Regions from separate parts of the Oryctolagus cuniculus genome. Here region 1 is linked to region 2. Evidence: chromatin contacts called from public Hi-C data. All regions are on one chromosome and are shown on one strand. The core of a region is the stretch at or near the end of the contact, and the rest is flanking DNA. Distances in the headings are between cores, read along the strand shown.

Region 1 (5,783 bases), core at 2,376-4,875, 120 kb after region 2:
ACTCTGCCTGTCAAAAATAAAAAAAATAAATAGAAATAAAATGCATGTGTTTTTTAAAAATTTACAGCAAAATTAACTTTTTTAAAAATTTCATAAAATATTTTATTTTAAAGGTCTTTTTAACTTTTAACTCCATTTTCCATGAGTTTTTGAAGTAACCCCATATGGATAGTTATTTTAGAAATTTAGAGATTTAGTCTAATAGATTAAAAATACAAATTTCAGTTTCAGAGTTGAATTAACAATAAAATATTAGAAATTTATAGTTATAATTTTGACAAAAGTGAAACTTGCACTATTGCCTAGGCTAATTCCTTGTGTTTAGTTACATAGTGGTTAATAGTGTCTTATCATTATGAGAATACGTTGCAAATAATTTTCATGAAGAGACAATTTATGGCCACTTGGAAAGAAAGATGTTTTGCTTTTGTTGTAATTGGTGTTTATGTGTTTTATAAAATTGTTTATTATGGCTTATGTATTTAACCCAGTGTTTGCCTTAGAATAAATTGATTTTTCAGTATGAAACCAGGTTTATTATCCATAAAGGCCTATTGTTATTAAAATAATTGGAAAATATTATGAAAAAATATATATGCACATAATCATGGCTTTTTTTAACCTGCATTTCATCTTGTTTTGCCTTATATCATTTCTTTTATTTAAAAATATTTCATATAAAATATAAATCAGTTTGTTCTTTTAGAATATTCATGCAAATTTGTGTCTCAAAGCTTTTCCCTCCAAAGTTTTTTATCTTAGCATTACTTTCACCACACCCATGTTTGGTCTCAACCAAAAGGAATTTGGATTTTTCAACAAAAGAATTGCGAGGCAGGAATTTTATGACATTCAAATATATTTTTGAGATAAGTCGTGTTTTAGGAGTTAACACTGATAAGCATTGTACAAATTCACACAATATTATTTATTACTGAGCTCTCAACACAGACTCTATGGGTATAACACATTGTTGGAAAAATTTTGCTTTGTTTATAGCATTGTTCTTTTGTTGTTTGAAAGCTACAATTATAAAATGACAAAAGCAGTATTATGTGATCCAAGTGTATTATCTCTTCAAAGAGTGAGAATGATAAACTTAAAAGACTTTCAAAATTTGGCTTCTTAAAAATGTTACTTTGGTTGTCTGAGCAGTATCTTTCCTTCTAGTTAAGGAGTAGGGAAATTTGATATTGAGAGTGAACACAGAAAGAATGAAGGTTTCCTAATACTAAAGACTTCAAAAATTTTGTGAACAGATAGATGATTGGCCTAGTGATTAAGGTCCCCCAACCCCACATGGAGTTTTTGGGTTTAGGGAGCTACCTCTGGTTCCTGACTCCAGCTTCCTGCTAATGCACACACTGGGAGGCAGCAGCTGATGATTCAAGTAGTTGAATCCCTGCCTCCCATGAGAGAGACCTGGATCGAGATTTCAACCCCCAGTTTCAGCATAATCTCAGTCCTTATTGTAGACATTAACAGAATGAACAAGCCAATGGGTACTCTTTCTCTCTGTGTGTGTCTGTCTGTCTTTCTCTCTTTCTGCCAGTCTCTGCCTCCCAAATAAATAAAATACATTTTAAAATAAAATAAATTAAAATCATGGGAATTGGAGAAACTGCATGGATTTAAGCATTTTTATACCAAAGAAGATTATCTTTTAATTCCATTTTCCACAAACTTTTTGAAGAACGTTTATATAAATAGTCAATTTAAAAAACGAACGTATTCAGTAAATAGGCCTGCCTGGTCTTCATTTGCATTATGTCAGTAAACAGCTTCAAATATGGATAGCAATAATTAGAACAATTTATTGAGTTAAAATTGCAGCTGGATAGTAACAAAATTCATTTTTTTAAATCTATGAGCAAGGGATACAACTCTACCATTATCTGGGGCATGAGCAAATGTTGGCCATTTCTGGACTCAATTTGCTAATCTGTCAAATTGAGGTAACAATTGTACATAGATCATAAGGTTCTCTTTTCTTGGTCAAGACTTACATGTAAATAACTAAATTGGTAGCTGGAATATACTAAGTATTACATAAGTGTTATTATTATTAGGGAATGATTTATTATAAGCAGTGACTCCATGGTCACTGTTAATAATTCTTTTCATTTATTAAAGGCCCAAGAAGTAAGCTGAGAAATCTATACTTGGAAAATATAACATATCAAGAACTCAGTTGGATGCATTAGTTCCTTGTTTTATCCTTTTATTGGTTTCAGAAGAATACTTGACATTTATCAGTCAATTTTAGAGGTGAGATATGAGGAATTTTCCACATGAGACAATTACAGTCCATAGGTTTGTGCATTTTATATCAGCGATGAAAAAAGAGCCATATGGTGCCTTATTCTTATGGCATTAGGCAACTCCTTGGGGCATATAAAGGTATTTCTCAATCTTTTGTCCTTGGGGCATATATGGAATATCTCTCAACCCTTTGTTTTTGGGACCTATGAGGAATTTATTGCTCAACAAAAGTTGCACACTTCTGTGATCCATCTAGTGTATCATTGGGTCTGACCATTTTTACCACAGTAACCAAGAGAAATGACTCAGTTCCTAACTTACTGAACCCTTCCCAGCAGAAGTAACTCACTTCTGCATGCTCTAAACAGATTCAATAAGACTGCAAACGTCTGGATAAGTTGGCCCATATGATTCTGAAGGCCCCCTTTGAATTTTGTCACATCTCTTTTTATAACATGACTGCCTATTAAGAATTATGCTAGAATTATGAGAATCTCTTGGGAAGACAGGGGTACCTGAGATGAGAAAATCCCATGTGTAGATATTTTGTTGCTTGCTTGGCTTCTTGAACATTTAGGTGTGATTTATAAGAATTAACACTTGGAAAAATGCTCACTCTACACTAAAAAACGTCTCTGTAACCTGTTTTTCTCCCTCCAATTTTTAGTAAGTCGAGACGTTGGAAGTTGCAAGAGACTGTCACTCTCACCCTTTCAACCAAAACATTGGAAAAACTACATAATCAGATTTATAAAAACCCACAGAGAGCAGAGAATGCCAAGAAGCAAACAAATTAAAATCCAGAAAATGACAAGTTCTTTATAAGAAAGAAGGATCAAGAGATCTCTTAAAACTGACAAGGAGGGAGAAAAAGGATTCCTTCATATGGACGGGGTGGAAGAAGACCAGCCTAACTTGGCATTTCTCAAGGCTGCAAGTGGGCTGGCATGACAGGTTAAATTCCAGTGGAGCCTGAGCCATGGAACAAAACTGTACTGCTGCCAATTCTTTCCTTCTGATCTTTACCGAGTGCTGAAACTAGGGGTGGGGAAAGAAAACTGAAAGAAATTCCCAGAGATTACAGTCTTCCAGCAGAGGAACTTTGGAGGAGGGGTAGGGAGAGCTAGGAGAAACATCTCCTCCAGGCACACTATGCTCAGCTCAGATGTCTGGGGATGAGTTGGAAGAACACCATGAACCCCCTCAGAGACTAGCTCACTTTGAGAGAGTCGAGAGATCCTTGGCTGGTTTCCAAAAGACAAGGGCAAGGCAGAGGACTGAAGAGAGGCTTTCTAAGACCAGGGGCAGAAGAGTGAAGAGAATTCCTCAGCAGTCCAAAGTCCACTGCAGGGTGTAAAGCAGCAGAGAGCTCTCACAGCTTAAAGCAAGCTGCTCAGGAATAAAGAACAAGCAGAGGTTAGTAACCTCATCAGTGCTAAAACTGAAGACCTGGGTAAGGCAAACATCCCAACAGTGTACTAAAAGTATTTAAATCTGTTGCCAATATCATGATGCACAGGTTAAGCCATAGTTTGGGATACCCACTGCCATATCAGAGTGCCTGAGATTAAGTCTCATCTCCACTTCCAATCCTACTTCCTGATAATGCATCTGGTAAGTAGCAGAAGATGGCACAGTACTTAGGTTCCTGCCACCCATGTGGACAGCCTGGATGGAGTTCCATGCTCGTGGCTTCATCCTGGCCCAGTCTTCTTGTTGCAGCCATTTCAGGAATAAACTAGTGGGTGGAAGATATCTGGCTGTCTACTATCTATCTATCTATCGATTGATCTAATCACTCTGCTTTTCAAATAAAAATAAAGTGTCAATAGTTGAGCTGGATTTGAGTTAATTGCAGCTTTATTTTGATTTGATTTACTGTGGATTCAAGATTTTTTAAAATATTTATTACTCTAGAGTCTTGACAATAAGGTATTGGCTCTTTGTATGCATAAATATAATTTAGTGCAGTCTTTTTTCAAAATAGTTATTTTCATTAGTCAGTTATTTATTTGAAAGGCAGAGTGAAAGAAAGAATGAAATCTTCCATCCACTGGTTCACTTCCTAAATGCTCACAAAAGCCAGGGATGGGCTAGGTCTAAGCCAGGAGCCCTGAACTCCATCCTGGTCTTCTATTTGGGTGTGATGAACAAGGCTACTTGAGTCATCATCTGCTGCTTCCCAGGCACATTAGCAGGGAACTGGGTACAAAGTGGACGCAAATCAGCGCTCCAAAATGGGATACAGATGTCTGAAGCTACAGCTTAAAGCACTGCACCATATTCCTGCCCTTAATATAGTCTATCATTTTTTTTACATTTTTAGAATTTTACTTAAGGTATACAAGTTCCATACATTTCATATAACAGATTTAGGAACATAGTGATACTTCTCATCCTTTCCCTCCTGACCTTGCTCCAATGCTTCTTGCTCCTTCCTCTACTATTCCCATTCTTAATTTTACAAAGATGTATTTTCAGTTTACTTTATACTCATCAGGTTAACCCTATACTAAGTAAAGAGTTCAATAAATATTTTTAAAAAATGTTCCTCAACAGTAGAGGCAAGAGCTGTAAACAATCATCAAATCTCAAAATGTCCATTTCACTCCAATACATTACATTTTAGGTCCTCTATTTTTTACCCCTGGTCAGGGAAAATCTATGATATCTGTCTTTTGGGGACTGGCTTATTTCACTAAGTATAAGTATAATGGTTTCCAGTTGCAACCATTTTGTTGCAAACAACAAGATTTCATTTTTTTTTATGGCTGACCAGTACTTCATAGTGTATATATACTATATTTTTAACAGTTTTATTTGAGATTTAATCTATGCCCTACAAATCAGCCATTTCAAATGTATAATACAGTAGTTGTCAGTATATTGTCAGAACTGTGCAACCATCTCCATGCCCAATTTTAGAACATTTCCATTACTGTAAAAAGAAATCTAGCACTGTTTAGCTATCAAGTTCTGCCCCCTCAACCAAGACCCCTAGCTACCACTAATTTTCTGACTCTTTAGACTTCCCTGTTTAGATATTTTGTGGGAATGCAATCTCATAATGTCTTTTATGATTGGCTTCTTTCAGTTAGAGTTATATTTTCAAGATTCATCTATGTTTCAGATACATAAGTATGTCATCACTTTTTATGGATGAATGCCATTTCATTGCATGGGTATATCCATTTTGTTTATCAATCAATGGCACTCATTTGTCTTGTTATGCGAACAATGGTGCCTTAAGCATTCAAGTACAAGTTTTTGTTTTGGCATATATTTTCATGTTTCTTAGATATATTCCTAAGTATGGAATTGATATGTCATATAGTAACTTTATGATTGATAATCTGAGGAACTACCAAAATGGCTATACCAGTTTTCAATCTAAAGAGCAATGTGTACATGTAGAAATTCTCAGCAACCTCACTAACACTTGTAATTGTCTTTTTAATTCTAGCCATCCTAATGTGTATGAAATGATATCTATTGAAGTTTTGACTTACATTTTCCTAATG
Region 2 (5,075 bases), core at 761-3,260:
GTTTCCCCCTTCCCCACCCAATCACCATCAACCCCTCCCCAGAAGTGAGAAGAATTTAAGAACTCAAAGAAGACTTTATTGGGGGTGTTGGGAGGTGCTTATCACTAAGCTTACCAAGGAAGGACCCAGAATTGCAATGGACATTAAAAGAAAGGAAAGGGGAGAGGGAAAGGAAGGGAAACAGGATTGCAAATTCAAGGAGAGGAAAGGCGAGGACTCAGGGGTGAGAGAAGGAAAATGGAGACATAAGAAGGACACGTGAGAGGGAGGGGGTGGTGGAGGAGGAGCCATGAGTAAGTAGAGATGGACTTGCTTAGGGATAGGAGAGGGTAAAGAGAGGAAATGGGGGGGGGGGGGTTGAAAGGAGCCAGAAGGGGTGGAGAGAAAAGGAGGGGCTGGGAAGAGAGGCGAGGGATAAGGGGGAGAGGAAACCAAGCAGACAAGGAATATGGGTGTTTCTCTTTTGTGATCATGGGCTGATTATAAGTAAAGAAACATCACTGGGCATTGCCCCTCACCAACTGACATAGATTACCTTTTTGGCACCACTGATATTTGAAATTATAAACAACAATAGCAAAAATCTCATTATCATAATACAACATGTTTGCAAAAATTACAGAAATGCAGTAGGTAAAAATACAAATTCTTGTCTAATAACTTCTGGCTAGCTTTAAATTTACCTCTTAAATATTTATACTGTGAAGGTGTGTATTTCAGTTTACCTGGTTTCCCTAACTGTGAAGAACATAGGAATTAAGAAACATTTTCACATAAAGAGACAAATGGTTTTGGGGCAATTAAACTATGAAATCCATTCTATGAACTCATCAGAACATAAATGAAATCAGTTTTTTGAAGTCAAACACTACTGATATGTTTTCCCTGCTTGTAGAAAAGCCAAAACATGCCTGTTGAAAAAAGTAATCTCTTCAGTAATGCAGACACAGTTGAAACGTGGAACATGCAGAACACAGTAAACCCTTAACAGTAAACTACTAGAAAAAGCTGGATTAATCATTGTAAGTGCTTGAAACAGAACAAGAAAAAGCAAGGGTGTTGGAACAGTTTTAGCAGTTTGAACTCATTAAAAGAAAGTTGGTAGACTTTACCTTGCTGCTGTTTCGCAGAAAAAGGTGAAATGATTCTACTAATGCATAGCGCCTAATATTAGAATGCTCTGAATGCATGCTATTTCTAACTATTATCTTCTTGGGAAAACAATGCCCAATATTCCAGCCTTACAAAGAATGCAGCATGCAGAGGAGGACATAAAATTATTACAAAAGACCAGTAACTTCCAGACAGCCTAGGAAAACATTCCAAGATGTTAACGGTCCAGGAGGGGAGACTTACAAAGCCTTTTAAAGAGTTTCCAATGCCTTTAATGTGAAAATAGTTAGTACAAGAAAAGCTTTATCTGAAACAACCCAAAACTTTCAAAAACACACAAGACATTATTCTTTTTAAACAAAGGTAAAACACACAATCACGGTGAACGTTTCGCAGTTGGAAATGTTAGAAGAAATTATTTTAGGAGGCTGCTTTCCCTCTTTGTATCTCTTTGTATGAAGTAAAAACAAAACCCCATAACATTTTCTGAAATCAGTAGCTACTTACCTTGTTGCGCCAAAATAACAGTGGGATGAAGCAGAGCAAGAAGTAACCAGGTTACCTTTTGCACAAAGCTCATCATGTCTAAATATCAGACATGAGACTCTTTGTGCAAAAAGGAGAAAAGAAAAGCAGTTCAAAGTAGCACCATCAGTTGTTCCCTGCCCTTCAGCACCGGGCCTGTCATAAAACTCAGCCACTGGGATTCCTTTGCTTTGGCCTTAAATAGGAAAAAGTTTGGCTTCCCTCACTTTCCAGCCCCTTTCTGAAATATGAGAGCGGCACCCATCCCCTTAGCAGTAAAAGAAATGATTAATATTTCTTTGCCCTTATAGAAGACACAAACCACAGAGTAAGAAAAATAGTACATCTGGAGTTTGTGTGCATGTACTGTGTGAGAGTTTTTTATTTATTTTAGTCTAATGCATGTTTGCATAACTTCAGAACACATACAGAATATTCTGTTTGTGTTTCACTACATGAGAATTAAATGTATGCATTTTTTATCTCCCTGTATCATATTAACAGCTTCACACTTTTGAGAAATTGTTTGATGCATATTTCTTGAATATGGCTAATTTTGCAAACCTTACTTTCCTGGATTTGTATACTGGGATTTTGCAGAACGCACCCTAACTCAATTTAAATAAGGAACAGTGAGAGATTAACCGAAAGAAAACCCCCTTACTCTCATCCATGAACCCCGAGGTCTGGAAGTTAAATTTTATGCTAAAGTCAAAACACTAAGTGTCTGATCTCTGTTCGAATGGCATCCTAAAAGTTAGATACTTATCTATAGCTGTTTCCATTCCTCAAAAATTTCTTTAGCAAGCCAAAGTGCTTTCTTGTGAAACTTCTAACTTTTATGCTGCTTGGTAAAACCAGAAAACATTTTCTAGAGGAAAAATTCAGTCTTTTGTGTCTCGACTTTGTAAGAAACTGGAAGAAAGAGTTTATCACATGGAACAGAAAAAGAATACCAGAAGAAATTCTCATTTATATGCATGGTTATAAAGATTAGTATAAATATTTCTAAATTTAGATTTTCATATGTATGCTTTCCAAACCCTCACCAGCATAGCTTTCCAATGTATTTCTGGACCTAAGAAGTAATTTCTGGATGACATTTGAAAAGGGAGCAAAACCATTGCTAAGTCTTTGATAAATCTTTTTCAGAGACTACACTTGGTCATGGCATCAAGGCATTTCTAGTAATCAAGATATTTCCTTGCACCACAATAATAAATACATGGGGCATTTAAGCTCTAGTCAAGGTCACATGCATTTAACTTTTCCATATTAACTTGATCATTTCTTTCTCCATGCATGTGCACATAAAATCTCACCACTTCACACCAATTCATGGAAGTCATTTCTCAATGACCCAGTTGAAACCTTTCCTTCGCAGCAAAATCATATCCTTTAAGTTTGTTTTCATCTTTCTATTTCTCCTAATTCATTTTACTCAATTTGAGGTATACATAAATTTTGTAAGCGTGGAGATCGGAACACTTGCCTCCTTGTATCTCTACTCGAAGGGATCATAAACCAAGACGTTCCAATATAGATGGCATCATCTGATAGTGGCCGAGAGGACTAGAACAAGATCAATCTCCTGTGCATATTCTGATTTTAGATTGGAGAGTCACTGCTTGAGGGGGGAAAAGGAACTGTTGAGAATGGTCACGACTAAAAGCTTTCCTACTGGATCATCACAGTAATGTTGGGAGGGCAGAAGACTGTTATACGTAATTCTCTGACTTCCAATCATCTTCATCCTCTACTTAAAAAAAAACTATTGCGTGTTCAGATAAATTCAGAATCATGATGAATTTTTCTCATAGTATCTTTGGTACTTACATAAAAATCCATCTTTCTATATTAAAAGGATTGATCCTATTTTAGATAGTCAATAAAATTGAAGTTTATTGAATTTCTTTGTTATTTTCTAAACAAAAATAAAATAAAATTAGAAAATTGCCATTTAAAAAGATTTTAATGCTTTATTTCAGACTTTACATGCAAAACTTCCATTGCAATTTGTCCTAAAAACCTTGATTTGTCTAGTCATTCAAATAAAAGTCTTACACACATGAGAAACAATCATGATTGATTCTCTCATTTAAGAAAACTTAGCTAAATTGTGCATATGGAAACATTCTTGTATTATAAAGTCTTCAGGAGGCACCTGGAGATCTCCTTTTCCAGGTTTTCTGATTTGTCATTCTTCATTGCCTTAAACATGTTGGGGTTCTGCAGCAGGATCCTTAGGGTTTAGTGTTCCAGATCCTACTCCCCCTCCTTGTGTCAAACTGTTTCTTACTACAGTGACTAGCTGGGTGTGGATCTGAGCTGTTGTCTCAAATGGAAGAAATACATATGCTAGTGAATCCTATTTATGCACTCCAGGAGCTGAGATCCTCATGGGAATCAAGACAAACATTTGTTTCTTTACCTCCCTGATTTCACTGATATGAACCAGTATGTATAAACATGTCATTTTGCTTTCTGGATGGCATTTGTGGTTTAAAAAAAAACATCTAAGTACCCGCACCAACTGAAACACTGACTAATCTGGCTCTTCCTTGACAAGTGAGTGGCTGGAAAGATGAGGCAAAGCAGGGTGTGGTAGATTATCAACCCAAGGTTTCAGATCTTCTCCAGTGCACTCGTTCGACAGTGGGAGCTTGGGAAGAGCTGCATGAGCACAGCTGTGATGAATTCGAGAGGCCAGGGGCTGTTAGCTGTGCTCTCTGTACTAGCAATAAGAAAGTCAATTATCTCCATCATGAAAAACACATGGGACAGAATCCCTTCTCACTTAGTTTTAAAGGTCTGTTTCTATCTGTGTATATATGTGGAGCTATATATATATCCACATATAAGTTACTAAATATACACATGTATATTTTTAAAAATTGATGGAAATTTGAGCAACGAAAATTCCTGGAACTGCCTTAATGCACTTGTGAGGTAATTTGCATTTGTTGTATCAATTTTTCTTCACATAAATGGATAAACATCTAAGAATTTCCTGTTATGTTGACATAAAGCTGTCACCTAAAATCTTATTTACTTAGTAGACCATTAATCATTAAAAGGGAAAGCACTGCTCAGCCCCTATTTGAGTTGTGCACCTTTCTGAAGTATTAAACCATGTTTTCTGGAATGAAGTGTTCATACTTAGGTTCCAATGACAGTTTTATTTTCCATCATCACTGATATTGTAATTATATTTGGAAATTCATAGAAAATTAGAATTCAACTTTGTACCAATATGACTCATCCCTGAACAGTGTGATAATTTTATAAATTTTGCTGCAAGAATGGCACAGATTCTGGGTGCAACATCTTGTAGGAGTTTAGGAGTTCCCTGTTGGATCTTCAGATGCCTTAACATACTCAGGATTGAAGCTCCAGTCTGCAAATCCCACTAGACTCTCTATCAAGTATAATTTGTC

Evidence for each region. A called contact is a pair of places that touch in the nucleus more often than the background predicts.
Region 1: a contact with region 2 is called in a Hi-C map of psoas muscle, with 6 times the contacts expected there. The contact joins the enhancer-like site here to the promoter of COL3A1 in region 2. A contact is called at or near these places in 2 of 6 Hi-C or Micro-C datasets (psoas muscle and skin fibroblasts).

The regions. Positions count from the first base shown.
Region 1 is chr3:51,540,241-51,546,023 of mOryCun1.1, forward strand. It overlaps the pseudogene LOC100354939. Among named protein-coding and RNA genes, the nearest start is that of COL3A1, 120 kb to the left of the region's middle. Within about 2 kb of position 3,626, at least 2 of the 8 cell types and tissues checked have an H3K27ac peak or open chromatin away from gene starts, as enhancers often do.
Region 2 is chr3:51,421,794-51,426,868 of mOryCun1.1, forward strand. It overlaps COL3A1 (collagen type III alpha 1 chain), which reads right to left and starts at 2,011. Exons shown (of 51, transcript XM_002712333.5): 1 at 1,621-2,011. The coding sequence starts at 1,696. LOC138848960 (a long non-coding RNA gene) reads left to right here. Exons shown (of 2, transcript XR_011387204.1): 2 at 1-1,812.